Linked DNA regions of Zea mays: region 2 is linked to region 1. Evidence: chromatin contacts called from public Hi-C data. All regions are on one chromosome and are shown on one strand. Each heading gives the region's core, a stretch centred on a gene start, on an enhancer-like site or on the middle of the called end of the contact. The rest is flanking DNA. Distances are from core to core; before and after follow the strand shown. Region 1 has its middle 65 kb from the start of LOC100381610. Region 2 holds the start of LOC100191975 (putative cytochrome P450 superfamily protein).

Region 1 (7,036 bases), core at 1,633-4,132:
CGGCACACTGACCAACTATGCTCTCTAACCGTAGCTCCTCCAGGGACGTTAAGTTCCCCATCCTGTCAGCTGGCAACCTTTTGAACCCGCTAGCTGTCAGGCACATCAACTGAGTAAGCGAGGAAACAGTCGATGGTAGCTCGTCTAGTCCAGTATAGCCTAATATCAGTGCCTGAAGAGACCTCAGGTGCCCAATTTCCTTAGGAAGCTCATCAACAGTCGTGTCAGATATCTGTAGGAACTTGAGATGCAACAGCTTCCCTAGATGCTTTAGGCTGATGGGTACATAGCTGCCTACTAGACATAGCACACGACAAACTCTGAAGTTATGAAGTGGGGCCATAATTGTAACGTTACAGTGTACAATGTTAAGTGTCCTCAACACCTCTGGCATGTCCATGCTGACCTCAACACCTCTGGAATGCACACGTTGATTTAGGATAACCAGTCGACGTTGCTTCCAATCAGAACGAGGCACTCCTGTTTTCTTCTCTCTTCTTAAACTATCCGGACATGAATGTTGTCTGTTGCTGTCCAAAAGGGTTACGAAGTCTTCATCTTTCGACAACTTACGGATGAGATCAAACACAACGTCGTGAATACGGAACTCTTCTTCAAACCAGCTATTTTTTCCCTGTATCGGCTGGATCATGCTTCTATTCACAAGTTCCTTGAAGTACCTTTCTCCAACCTCAAATAGGCTACCCTCTTTCTCAAGATGGACTAGGCCTTCACTTATCCACATCCATATCAGACGCTTTGTATCAATGAGATAGTCTTCTGGAAAAAATACTTAGTTGCAACAGACATGGCTTGAGATAAGAAGGCAGATCATAGTAGCTGTATGACAGTATCTTTGTCGTATTGTCACCATTATTCCCAAGACCAATCGAGTCATACACTCTTGACCACTCCTCACATGGTCTTTCAGCCAACAAACTAGCTATTGCAATGATAGCCAATGGCAGGCCGCCACATTTGTGTATGATTTTACTAGATAGTTCACCGTCAAGGCTTTCTCCTTCCTGACTCTCTATTCTTTTGTAGAACAATTTTTTGGAGTTTTCATCAGAAAGAGGTTTTAATCTGTAAACCTCTTCTTCTTTCGTGACAACCCCGGAATTACGAGTAGTCATGACTATTCTACTCCCACAATTATTGTCCTTCAAGGCATATCTGATCGCTTCCCATGAGTCATCATCCCATATGTCATCAACAACGATCAAGTACCTATATATATAATTGGCACAAGAGTGCAGAGCTATGAATAACTTGTCCTTATAAACATATAAACTTGGGAAATCGGTATATAGGAACGTATAAACTGCCCATGCTCTGCTAGTGAATGAAAGACCTTGAACTAAAATTAGATGGAGAATGAATGACATGAGCGCGCGTACCTCTTGTTCTGTAAGAATTCATGCAGTTCGTTTACAAATTGGTCTAGATCCCATCTGGCCATGTCAACTTGCTTATAATTGCGATCGAGTTCCACTAGCATCTTCTTAAATGACTTATTCAGATTAGGAGTCCTACCAACAGAAATGAAAGCAGAACAACCGAATTGCTTCTCTAGCATATCATGTACTGTTTTGGCTAGAGTAGTCTTACCTAATCCTCCAACTCCGACTATAGACACTATCTTTAGATTCTGATCAGACGCCTGCACATCGTCATCTTTGGTCCCTATAGATAGCATCTTGATAACTTTGTCCCTTGACTCCTGGATGCCAACGAGATCCGACTCTTTCTTGTACAGATTGATGACACGGGGGTCAATGCCGGTGCTCGCGGCGAGATCAGCACCCGCACCTCTTACTGTGTACTTGGCATAAAGTTCAGCCAACTCGTTAGAGAGTTTTTTTATGTCTTTGACCTTGTCGGAGATCTGACGCCGATCCTTGAACTTCTTCATTGACATCACGGCGCTGACCTTGCCAAGGATCTCCTTGAAGACTTTGGTGTCTTCGGTAGCAGAGTTGCCACCACCAACCACACGCAGGATGAAATCGTCGATGGCGTCCTCCATGTCATACGACAGCTCCCGGATGTGGCGTGCCCAGAGCTTTTCCACCTCAGTGAGCTGGTCAGGTGGAACCCGGGATGCGTGGACGAGGGCGGTGTTCATCATCACAAGCTCCCTGGAGAGGGACTCGATGTCAAGCTTGAGGCCCTTGTGCACGACATACTCCTTCATGAGCAGGTCGCCCAGCTTGGGGGCCAAGCTGGCCATGGCCCCCAAGGCGAGCTCCATGCTCAGTTCGACAGTTCGGTGCTCACACCCACTCTTTCTCTCTCTTGTTTTCTTGGTGCTGGACGCTCGTTGGGTACATGGCAACGAATGGCAGGACTATTGTTGGGAGAGAGCGACCCTGCCCATTTTTACTTAGAATCCAAATTGTCGAGATCTGGTTCATGAATTCAAATGTCTGCACGCACATGCCTACCTGCAAAGCACATCTCGATTTTCTAAAAAAACTATGGAAAGCTGTCCCCAACAAGCGTCGGTAAAAGACCCGCCGCTAGCGACGAAACATTCACTAGATTTATCTGTGTGTCCCGAGGTTACCTTGGTCGGCCATGTGAGCGCGGCAGCGCGCTTCTCCGTCGCTTCTCCTCCCCGCCACTCTTCTGCGCAAGGCCTTCACTGGTCTCCGCTATCCTCCGACCATGGGTCGGACCATGGCGACCGACATCGACCCAGAATCAGACCGGTCAGGTGAGGGAGTGGGAGGAAGAAAAGATGGCGCTGGCAAGCCGAGGCGAGCTGCACTTGGAAGTAGAAAGGCGGCGCGGGCGCGCGAGCATGCGGCCGTGGCTACAAGAGAGGATTGGGGGAGAGGGAGCAGGGAACAAAGAAGAGAAATCCGGCACGTGGACCCCATGGCTTGAACTTGAAGGATGGAAACCAGGTTCCCGGATCGACGGGATCAAGGAACGGGAACATGGTACGCGAAACGCTACAAAAACTAGAATTTAACACTACTGGAACGAGATTGTTCCCACGTTCCGTTCCGGGAACGAGGCCAAGTTCCCCGTTACTAAGGTTTTGACGAATATCTTTCAATTGTTGCTAATGCAATAAGTAAACAGATCTTATGTAACTGGTGAGATACAAATGCCACTATTTATTAGGAGCAGATATTTAAATTAAAACAGATAAAGATCTCCCTGTTTATTTATCCTCGTAATTCGGCTAGCTAAACAAACAATGTAGATTATTATTATTATGTGGATTATATAATCTAGATAATTTAGATTATAATAATCTATAAGCAGGTCTCGATATTACAGATCTGGTAGTTAGATGATATAATCCATAAACACTATGATATAATTCTCGATGGAAACAAATAGAGCCTAAATATTACAGATCTGGTAGTTAGATTATGACACAGCGTTCTAAATTCTAATATTAGATATATGTTGCTGCGGGCAGAGACACCATATACTTTATATATAATAAAAAAATAATTGGAGATAGATTGACGACGTGTGTATTCTCTTACTACTTCATTGATTTATGAGCATAATGGTAAAAAGATTATAAATTCATAGCATAAAGTAGTTTAGAGACGTTTGAAGCAGAGCGTGTGCCCCGGTTTCTGTTTTGCTACAGCAGAGGACGTGCCCTCAGTTTTCTCATTTCCAGCGGGCGTTTTTGACGCCTCCTTCCTATGTTTCTTCCTGGTAAACAAGGAGACTTTCTTCCTCCACTTTTCTCTTGAAGTTCGGCAGCTCTTTGCTCCTAGAAGAGACAGGCACCTTCGAGGCTGATTTTTCAACAGATGTCTCTCGCAAAAATGTTCTGTTCTCTGGAAGAAGCTCCAAAAGGCAGATGTTTGGCATTGTCAAACTGCTGACAGACATCACCGGTTGCTCGATTAAAGGAATAAGAATCTGAACAGGCACTAAATAATTGAAGGAATAAGAATAAGCAAAGGACCCAGAGAGACTTACTTCTTTGCATAAATCCTGTATATAACCACTTGGTATGGAATTGCCAATACCCAAGAGAAGATCCACTGTTATGGTTCTCTCTCAAGTTGCTGCTGTCCCTGAAAAAAAACTACATGGTCTTCAAGTTATGGGCTTGTTTTTAGCTACACGCGCCTCTATTGCATATGTGATATGTCTCTCCCTTGAATTCTTCTTTGTTGGCTAAGACCGGGATGACATCAGGATTCAAGAACGTACAGTGACTCTGGCCCATTTGACCACTTCATCGCAAAAACCTTCATTTAAGGAACGTTTCTGCCTCGAAGAGCCTGAGTTGCTCCTAATGCCTCATCCACAGCATACCATATGTTGTTGTCACCATCATCTTCATTTTCTTCAACCCATTCATTTTCCCACATGAACTCTTCAAGCACCAGTGGGTTGCTTCTTTTTCCTTTGGATCCCAGCTCTCTTAGTGTTTGAAACCTATTTTCCATCTTCCTGTTGTAACTGACAATGTTTAGTGCAATTAAAGACAAAGCACCCTTAAGTGTTGCTTTTGATTTGATAGCATGATCCTTGTTACAATTTGATCTAGTAGATCTCTCAGTCGAAATCCCATTAGGCACGAACAACATTTTGGAAACATCCTGGATACAGAGTCAGAAAAAAGAGGAGATTTGTCAAGATTGAAAAGAGTATCAGACAATTCAGTACAGCAGGCTCCTGATGATAGTTTTAGCATTTTAGGTGAGCCAGCAGCCAGGTAATTGCAATGTGACAAAACGGTCCATCTAGCTAGATAGTTGTACACAGTTTGCAGATTTGAGCAAAGTTTCATGACCAGGAAGGATTGTCCAAACTGCACCACAACCAAATGGTCTAAAAAGATATCACTACTTACTACTGAAGCAATATATTGTGTGCAACACTGTTAACTCAAAGAATATGTAAGAATGTGTGGTGTCCATTCTTTAAATTCAGCTATGGATTTGACACGAAGGTGACTAGAAAATAGATAGAAAGGTAAACCAATTTGTCTCAAAAAATAGATAAGGTACAAAAGGGTATCTTGCCAGCAACAGCAGTTTTGTGTGCATTTCATCAGAGGCATGGCATGTGAACATGTCAAGGCATGATGAAAGAAACAATTTTGGGTTGCCACCCATTTCATCAATAGCACACTTAAGCATGGCATATCAAGGCGTGATGCAAGAGACAATTTTGGGTTGCCGCCTCTGCCCACTCCAAGAATAGCAACTTGAGAATGGAGACAGAATCGGTAGGTTGTTAAGGCCATGCTCAGCAGAGCGTGCATATGGGTGTGCAAAACACTGCCTTGCCCTGTCGACTAAATTGTTTATAAAGTGAAGTTTGAAAATAGGGAGTGAGATAAGAGGTGTGATAAGGAGGCTGCTGGAGATAGCCTAAGCGTCACAGCACGCACAATGCAGCAGACATCTGCACAATACATGAGGCGCATGAACACACTAAATCAGCATAGGCGAGTTTCTCCCTGAAAGCAGCCATCAAAGGACTGAACTTGATTGATGTATTTCCCTGACATGCTGAATAAAACACAAACAAAAATGCTCCATAATGCCGCAAAATGCAGTCTATGCAAGACTAGCTAGAGCGTGAAATGTGAACGCATAAGCAATGTAGCAGGCCAGGATTGTAACCTTCAGCAGCTTGTGCTTCATGGCGCCCCCATTCTCCAGATGTGCTTGCCACATGCTCCAAGGCCGGCCAGCTCCTAGTAAGTAAAGCAACCACAAACACAAGGCAGTATTCAGGATTGTAACCCGAGAGGAGTATGTAATTAATTACTTGCAATAAATTTCTGCACGGGGGAGGGGGGTTGACAAAATGTTGATACTATAACAAAAGAAAAGGAAAACTGGCCCTTCATACTTTGTACAGCTGCAAACTCAGGTTTCACAACCAGAACCAGAAGCAGTATCCTCTTCTGTGCAAGAGCTCAAAACACTTTCCATTTCGTTCTGAAGACTTGACGCTTCCTCCATGTTTCCCAGTTTCTGGTATTTTCTTATCAGACAGTTGTAAGCCGTCTTATCAGGTGTAATGCCAGTCCCAATCATTTCTGAAAGAACCCCTCTAGCTTCTTGCATCATATTCATATTACAGAAGCCCGAGATAAAACAAGTGTAGCAATAGAGATCAAGTTGCAAACCAGTTTCAATCATCTTGGCCTTGAGTGCAAAGGCACCCTGGAGATCTCCCTGCTTCATGTGCCCATCAATGAGAGATGTGTACACAACTTTGTCAAGAGACATACCCTTGTCAACCATTTCATTCATCAAGTGCACAGCCTTACTCAAGGAACCAATCTTGCAAAAACCATCAATTAAGGTGGTGTAAACTTGTACATTTGGATCCAGACCTAACTCTCTCATTTTATCAAAATGAGAGATGGCCTCATAGATTGATCCTGCTTTGCACAATCCATCAATTAATGCACAATAAGTAACAACATTAGGTTGGAGCCCAGAATCCGGAATCTTGTGGAGTAAGGCAACAGCCTCTGACTCTTTTCCTGCTTTAAAGAAGGCATCCATTATTGTCGTATAAATGACAGTATTAGGTCTCAAACCACAGTCATCCATTTTATGCAACAAACTCTTAGCTTCATCCAGCTTTTGAACTTTACAGAGACCCCAAATAAGAGTGCCATAGAGAGAGACATCAAGTTCCATTCCTTTATTCTTCATCTCATTCAACAAATCCAGAGCCCTCTCACTGTTCTTATTCATGAAGTGTCCATGGATAAGTGTAGTGTAGAGCAACTCATTGGCTTTAACACCAGCTCTCTCCATCAGACTCAAAACATCATCTGCTACAGCAACCTTACCCTCTTTGCAAAGGCCATCGACCATAACAGTGTACGTCACCACATTTGGCACCAACCCCTGGTGCACCATTTCATCAAGCAATACAATGGCATCATCTAGCCTCCCTGCCTTACAAGTGCCATCGACCAATGAAGTATAAGTGAACTCATTTGGCATCATTCCCCTCACCCTCATCTGTGCAAACAGCTTCATTGCCTCCCGGACCAACCCTTCTTTGCAAAATG
Region 2 (7,036 bases), core at 1,724-4,223, 210 kb before region 1:
TACATAAATACATAATTGATGAAAAGTAGATTTAAAGCAATTCTTGAAGGCGACTTGAAGCAATTGAAATAGATAACCAACACGCTAAAAGCAATTGATACATAAGAGTTTTCTAGTAGTGCTCCCACATTCCAAATTGAGTTGAGCCTTCCCCATAGTATCCTCCCATTGTTGGTGTCTGCTGTGGGTGCGGTGGAGACGACGGAGGACCAACATTCTTGTTGTGACAAGGGCAGCAACAATATGGATCTGGGCATACTTGCACCTGTGAAGCACCACCATTGTTTGTGTCTCTTTCTTCCTCATCATTTTTGTTGCTTACTTCTCTCTCTAGATCAAATATCCTATTCTGTAGGTAGGATATGTATTCCGCATGAGGAAAAATTGGACGAGGATCTACCCAACGAGTGAACCCACAATTCTCCTTGACCAATGAATGCTGCATAAATGTTTATAGTTAGTTTCACTGAACAACAAAAGTATTTAGAAAAAAGGACTAGAAATTAATTTGTACATATGCATAAGGACATCTGAAGAAACGCCGGCCTCCATCAATTCCACCCTCAACGAACATCTGCACCAAGCAATCCTCGCCATGCATGCACTTCGGCCAATCTTCTCTCCTATTATCGTAGGACCTAAGTCTAACCTCTTTGTTGAAATCTTTTTTACTTTGAACTGGAAAGTTAAAAACCGCCTCTTCAAAAAAATCTAGACCAAGAGGGCCATCAAAAGACATTGGAGTTAACTTCCCTCCATCCTTTCGTCTCTCATTTACCGCACCCTTGCCCCTAGAAGACCCTGAAGCCATTCTATTGCACAATGAAGCAAATGTACAAAGGATCGTGTATATATAGGCTAAAGGATAGATAGTGTAATAGATTATAAACATCAGATATGTACAAAAACTCTGAAAAGGCTATGTTCTAGTTCTGAAAAGGCTACATGTCCTACGCTATGTTCTTTTTCTGAAAAGGCTATATATACAATCCTGAAAAGGCTATTTTTACACTCTGAAAAGGCTATATAAGCACTCCTGAAAAGGCTACGAAATGGATCTGAAAAGTATAGATGCTAGTCCTAAAATTAATGGGTCTTCATAGCCGAAGTAATATAATTATCCCAATCCAGTTGACAATCAATTGGGATGACTCGTCTTATGACATTTGGTGGATGACCGATATTAAGCACTCCGTCAACCGCAATGTCATCAGCTTGATGGAAACCTAACTTTTGTTTAGCCTTTGTAAACACATCTCTCAAGGAGGGTCTACCATCGAATAGTACCGGCACGTGTCGCATGTCAATGAACTTGGCATTTCCATACGGATCTTGTTCCACATTGCCTCCATGATACAAGCTCAAAAAATTGTCCATCTATTTGAAACACCAATTAAACATTCAATATAAACTGTGGATGGTTAGTACCTAACCACAAACCACTAATTTGTACCTAAATAAGTACAAATATAACCACCACCCACTAATATACTAACCACATTATAAAATACTCATATATAATAATTGCAAATTTTGACAGCACCTCCCCTGCACGGGTAGGATAAAAAACATGCACATTTGACTCACATTCATAATATTCAATCAAATTAGCATTTATCACATTATAAAATACTCATATATAATAATTGCAAATTTTGAAAGCACCTCCCCTGCACGGGGAGGATAAAAAACATGCACATTTGACTCACATTCATAATATTCAATCAAATTAGCATTTATCACAATAACTAACATTCATCACATTCAAAAAACCACAAATTATAGCAAAACAATTTAACATAATTAACACAAAATGCTTGCACAATAAACAAAAACCATATAAAATTTACCTAAACGGTCGGGGATGAACGTCGACGACGCGGGCGAGGAGCGAGCGCGACCGAGGAGCGCGCCCGAAACGGGTCGACGGCCGTGCGGCGGCGGTGGGAGGCGTCCGGCCGTGTCGGGGCGGCGGCGCGGTCAGGGCTGGCGGGGCTGCTGGGGGGCGGGCGTGGCGGGGCTGCCGGGGGGCGGGCGTGGCGTGTCCGGGCGGCGCCGGTCGGGGGAGGAGCGGCGCCGGGCGGGGCGGCGGGGGCGCTTGCGGGGCGGTGGCGTGCGGGTGTGGGCGTGGCGGCCGGTGACGGGGAGGAGCGGCGCCGGCCGGGTGTGGGCGTGGCGTCGCCGGCCGGGGAGGAGCGGCGCCGACCGGGTGCGGGCGGGGCGTCGCCGGCCGGGGAGGAGCGGCGCCGGGCGGGGACGGGCTTGGCGTCGCCGGCCGGTGGAGGAGCGGCGCCGGCCGGGGGCGGGCGGGGCGGCGGCGGCCGGTGACGGGCGGGGCGGCGCCGGCCGGTGGTGGAGCGCCGCCGGGGAGTAGCGCGGGCCGGGGAAGGAGCAGCGCCGGCGCGGGGTCTGTGCGGCGGCGGTGAGTTCAATTTTTTTGCACAGAAGGTCGACAGAGGTTGAATACAGGGGGTCGGCGCCAAGATCTATGGCGCCGACCCCCCGGACACGTGTTGAGCCGCCGACACGGGGGTCGGCGCCGTAGATCTTGGCGCCGACCCCCTGACACGTCACTGCCAGCCAACCGCCACGTCTGACGTATAAGCGCCAATAGTATTGGCGCCGGCACATGGAAGCTCGGCGCCAATGATGACGGCGCCGAGATAAGGGTCCATTTTTTGAAATGAAACTGTCAGGGGCGTATTTGTGGGAAAAAAACCCGAAAAGGGCCAATTTGCAAAAAAGTTGGAGGAGAGCGTCCACCGTTGAAGCCAGTCTAAAGACTTCCCTCCTCTCTCTCTTCGCCGCCCCTGTTTCCGCCGCCCCCTGTAAACCTCCCATCCGCCATTGCTAATCCAGCCACTCCTCCCCAAACCACGGGATCTATCCTACTCCCTCCTCCATTCGGCAGTGCCGCGTGGCACACCTATATATAAACACCCGGACTCCACACTCCCCCGGCATCGCCGCCCCCCGTCCCGACGAATTGGAATACGGAAAGCGAAAGGTAAGATCTTTCCCCCGGCCTCGCGATCCATGGTTCCTGCTTACCAGTTAGCACCGATGATGATTTTTGCGGCGCCGGCCACCGAGGATCTCTCTCTTTTTTTTAATCCTGCTCACTCCCCTAACTGTATCCAGTGCCTGCCATTCAGAATTTATTTTTCAAAAGACACTTTTACTTCGATACAAACGAAGTTCGCGGCCTCCATGCCCACCCTACCACCTTTGATCTGATCCACTCTGGCACCTTTTGACTGCATTGCGCTCGCCGCGATCCGATCCTAGTTCCTAACCCATGGAAATGCCGTTTCTCGTGAACCAGATGATGGATCTCGCCGACCCCCAGCAGCAGCAGCGGCTCATCGCCGGCGCGGCGCTGCTGCTGGCAACCGCGGCCTTCCTCAGGCTCCTCCTGGGCTCCCGCTCCGGGGGCGGCAAGCGCCTGCCGCCCACCATCCCGGGGGCGCCGGTGGTCGGCGGCCTCGTCAAGTTCATGCGCGGGCCCATCCCCATGATCCGGGAGCAGTACGCCCGCCTCGGCAGCGTCTTCACCGTCCCCATCATCACCCGAAGGATCACGTTCCTCGTCGGTCCCGAGGTGTCCGCGCACTTCTTCAAGGGCAACGAGGCCGAGATGAGCCAGCAGGAGGTGTACAGGTTCAACGTGCCCACCTTCGGCCCCGGGGTCGTCTTCGACGTCGACTACTCCGTCAGGCAGGAGCAGTTCAGGTTCTTTACCGAGGCGCTCCGGGCGAACAAGCTGCGCAGCTATGTCGACCAGATGGTTGCTGAGGCTGAGGTGCGGAATCACTTACCGACTTACTGCTCTGTCTTAAGATCTGTTTTTAGTCTAACCCCTTAATATGTGGTTCATGTGGCGATTCAGTACTTGCGATGAGGGTGAAGTGCTTGTTCTTGATATGTTTGGGTTTGTGGATCTGTAACTGTGGGCACATTAGGAGTAATTCAGTACTTGGGGGGACAGGGTTTGCAATATGATAGTTCCACAGGAGTACCATAAACCCCATACTTGGTGTTCTCATTCATGTTTATTTTCTGAGCATTTCTGCTTAAAGGTTGTTGGTTTAGTGCTTCTCGAGCATTTTGTTTACTATCTCGGTGGAGCTTTGTGGTGGCAAAAAATGCACTACTTTAGCAAATAGGACTTAACATCTATGATATAGCTCTTCACTTCCATTTCCTAAGAGCGTAGACATGGTGTGTGTTTTTTTTGTCTGAGTTCATTTGAGGCCAGCATATTTTTCTTCACTGGATTATCTAGTTCCTTCGGGAAGTTATAGGTTGCCTTTTTTTTCTTTTCGGAAAGGAGGCTCAATTATGACTAATGTGCAACTTTTGGAACCAGTGCGTGTCTATCTCACATCATCTTCATCCTTTTTGAGCTGATGCTTCCAGACCCTAAGTAGCAGGCTTTTGGGATTCCTTGCATGCTCTTCTTTTGTATTGGGACATTTTCTTTATGTGGTTCTTTGTATATTTCCTAGTTTTGTGTATTAAAGTTTCTTTTCTATGTTCTGATGAACTGTTTCTGTGTTCACATTCTTTCTACCTTTTTTTCTCAAGCGACACTCAATCAATTTAGAGATAATTGTTGTAAAAAAGATTAGATATAATGGGCAACATTCCTTTACTAGCTGATCTCTGCAAGCTATATTTATTTGCTAACTCACAAATGGATATGACACATGGACACAGTTTCTGTTTCTTGTAAAGGTGAGGTGGGAATAATATATTTCCTTTTTCTATTAAAGAATATTATCTTGTTATCAGCTCCTAAGTTTGTAAAAAGAAGTGCAGTTATGTTTCCTTGAGAGCTGACAAGATATGTTGTGCTGTACTCCATCTAGTTGAATGTGACGGTCAATTATAAAAGCATGGCTTCATATTACAGCCAGCATTATTATTATTTATTGCCCTGTCCTAAGATTCTTGACTTAAGTATTAATTTTAGGCCTTGAGCTTCATGCTTGCATTGAAACATTACACAAACTTGTTACTGAAAAAAAAGAATTTATGTGGCTACAAGCACCAGAATTGGCAGGATAAACTGCCAAACTCCTAAAGGCATCCTGGATGTACACATAGTGCAAGAAAAATTGCTTTGAGTACCTCATCTACCTTGCAAATTGAATTTTATCACACTGGCTCCATTGGAGCTTGTTAATCTCATCGCCTTTATTCATGATATTTAGGTTGCTACTGCAGTGTTGAACCAAACAAATCTTCTTATAATATTAGTTTTCATATTTTTTTGTTCTTTTTAGCTAATGAAGAAGCTAAAATTTTCATGTATATGCAGAGAGTTCTTTGTGCCAGATTTTCTGTACATCTGGCCTAATAAGCTTCAACACCCTTCTCCATATTAGTAATAACATGTTAGGATTTACTTATCAAGCCAAGATAAAATAAAATAAAAAATCACATATGTCATCCTGATCTTCTAGTTTTCTGAATTTGCTATTTTTTAATCATATTTTTGTATCCATGTTGGGTAATTAATATCATGCAAACCCAACCTTTCCTGCAGGAGTACTTCTCAAAATGGGGAGAAAGTGGCACTGTTGATTTGAAGTATGAGTTGGAGCACCTCATCATACTGACAGCTAGCCGGTGCTTGCTGGGAAGGGAGGTGCGAGAAAAGCTGTTCGACGATGTTTCTGCTCTCTTCCACGACCTTGACAACGGGATGCAGCCAATCAGTGTCCTCTTCCCATACCTCCCAATCCCTGCACATAAGCGCCGCGACAGGGCACGTGCACGTCTGGCAGAAATCTTTGCCACCATCATCAAGTCCCGCAAGGCCTCTGGACAGTCTGAAGAAGACATGCTGCAGTGCTTCATTGATTCCAAGTACAAGAATGGGCGTTCCACCAGTGAGGGCGAGGTAACCGGGCTACTTATCGCAGCACTCTTTGCTGGGCAGCACACCAGCTCTATCACCTCAACCTGGACTGGAGCATACATGCTTCGGTTCAAGCAGTACTTCGCAGAGGCTGTAGAGGAGCAGAAGGATGTCATGAAACGGCACGGCGACAAGATTGATCATGACATCCTCGCGGAGATGGACGTCCTCTACCGGTGCATCAAGGAGGCCCTCCGTCTCCACCCGCCGCTAATCATGTTGCTTCGTCAATCGCACAGCGACTTCACCGTGACAACAAAGGAAGGCAAAGTGTATGACATCCCCAAGGGCCACATCGTCGCGACATCACCATCCTTCGCCAACAGGCTGCCCCACATCTACAAGAACCCTGACTCATATGACCCTGACCGGTTCGGTCCCGGAAGGGAGGAGGACAAGGCTGCAGGTGCCTTCTCGTACATCTCCTTCGGTGGTGGCAGGCATGGGTGCCTCGGTGAGCCCTTCGCCTACCTTCAGATCAAGGCGATCTGGACGCACCTACTGAGGAACTTTGAGTTCGAGCTGGTATCGCCGTTCCCAGAGAACGACTGGAACGCCATGGTGGTTGGCATCAAGGGCGAGGTGATGGTTAACTACAAGAGGCGGAAGCTTGTCGTGGACAACTAAGATTGTGGTCGCCAGTCTCTATCTCTTAGATGCTTGCTTGCTTCTTTTTGATTCGATTGCTTTCACCTGTTTGTCAGCATTTGTTAAGTTCTGCTGCACACACGCCAGCTTTGTAGGGGTGTTTCTGTTGTTTAGGATTCTGTAATTTGCTTCGCCATGGGGGTCTGCCATGATATGCAACATCCGCTTGTTAGCTAGCTTCCTAGCTCAGCATTCCCCTTAGTCAAATCTGTAACCTGTAGCATCTACAAGCGTGTGGCTTTATTGTTGAAATCCTGATGTTTATCGTTCTCTATAAACACAAAACTGAACAAATAACCTCGCTGCAATGAATAAACTCAGGTGTTCAGTGTGAATCTGTTGGTTGTGCCCCCATGCTGCATTGAGTTGGACAGTACAGGCATTTCAGACTTGTTGGGTAATTAATATCATGTCGACACTGAAGGTGTCCAGTTTTCGTCCATTTTGCTTGCCGGTTTCTTT

What was found. Hi-C and Micro-C count contacts between places; a contact is called where the count stands out from the background.
Region 2: a contact with region 1 is called in a Hi-C map of ear, with 2.3 times the contacts expected there. The contact joins the promoter of LOC100191975 here to the enhancer-like site in region 1. A contact is called at or near these places in 3 of 25 Hi-C or Micro-C datasets (ear, leaf and tassel).

What each region holds. Positions count from the first base shown.
Region 1 is chr10:2,389,872-2,396,907 of Zm-B73-REFERENCE-NAM-5.0, reverse strand. It overlaps the pseudogene LOC103640690. Among protein-coding and RNA genes, the nearest start is that of LOC100381610, 65 kb to the right of the region's middle. Within about 2 kb of position 2,882, at least 9 of the 20 cell types and tissues checked have an H3K27ac peak or open chromatin away from gene starts, as enhancers often do. A contact at or near this core is called in ear and tassel, where this site is marked.
Region 2 is chr10:2,601,342-2,608,377 of Zm-B73-REFERENCE-NAM-5.0, reverse strand. It overlaps LOC100191975 (putative cytochrome P450 superfamily protein), which reads left to right and starts at 2,973. Exons shown (of 3, transcript NM_001137399.1): 1 at 2,973-3,007; 2 at 3,326-3,802; 3 at 5,552-6,907. The coding sequence starts at 3,326. The coding sequence ends at 6,553. It also overlaps the pseudogene LOC103640694.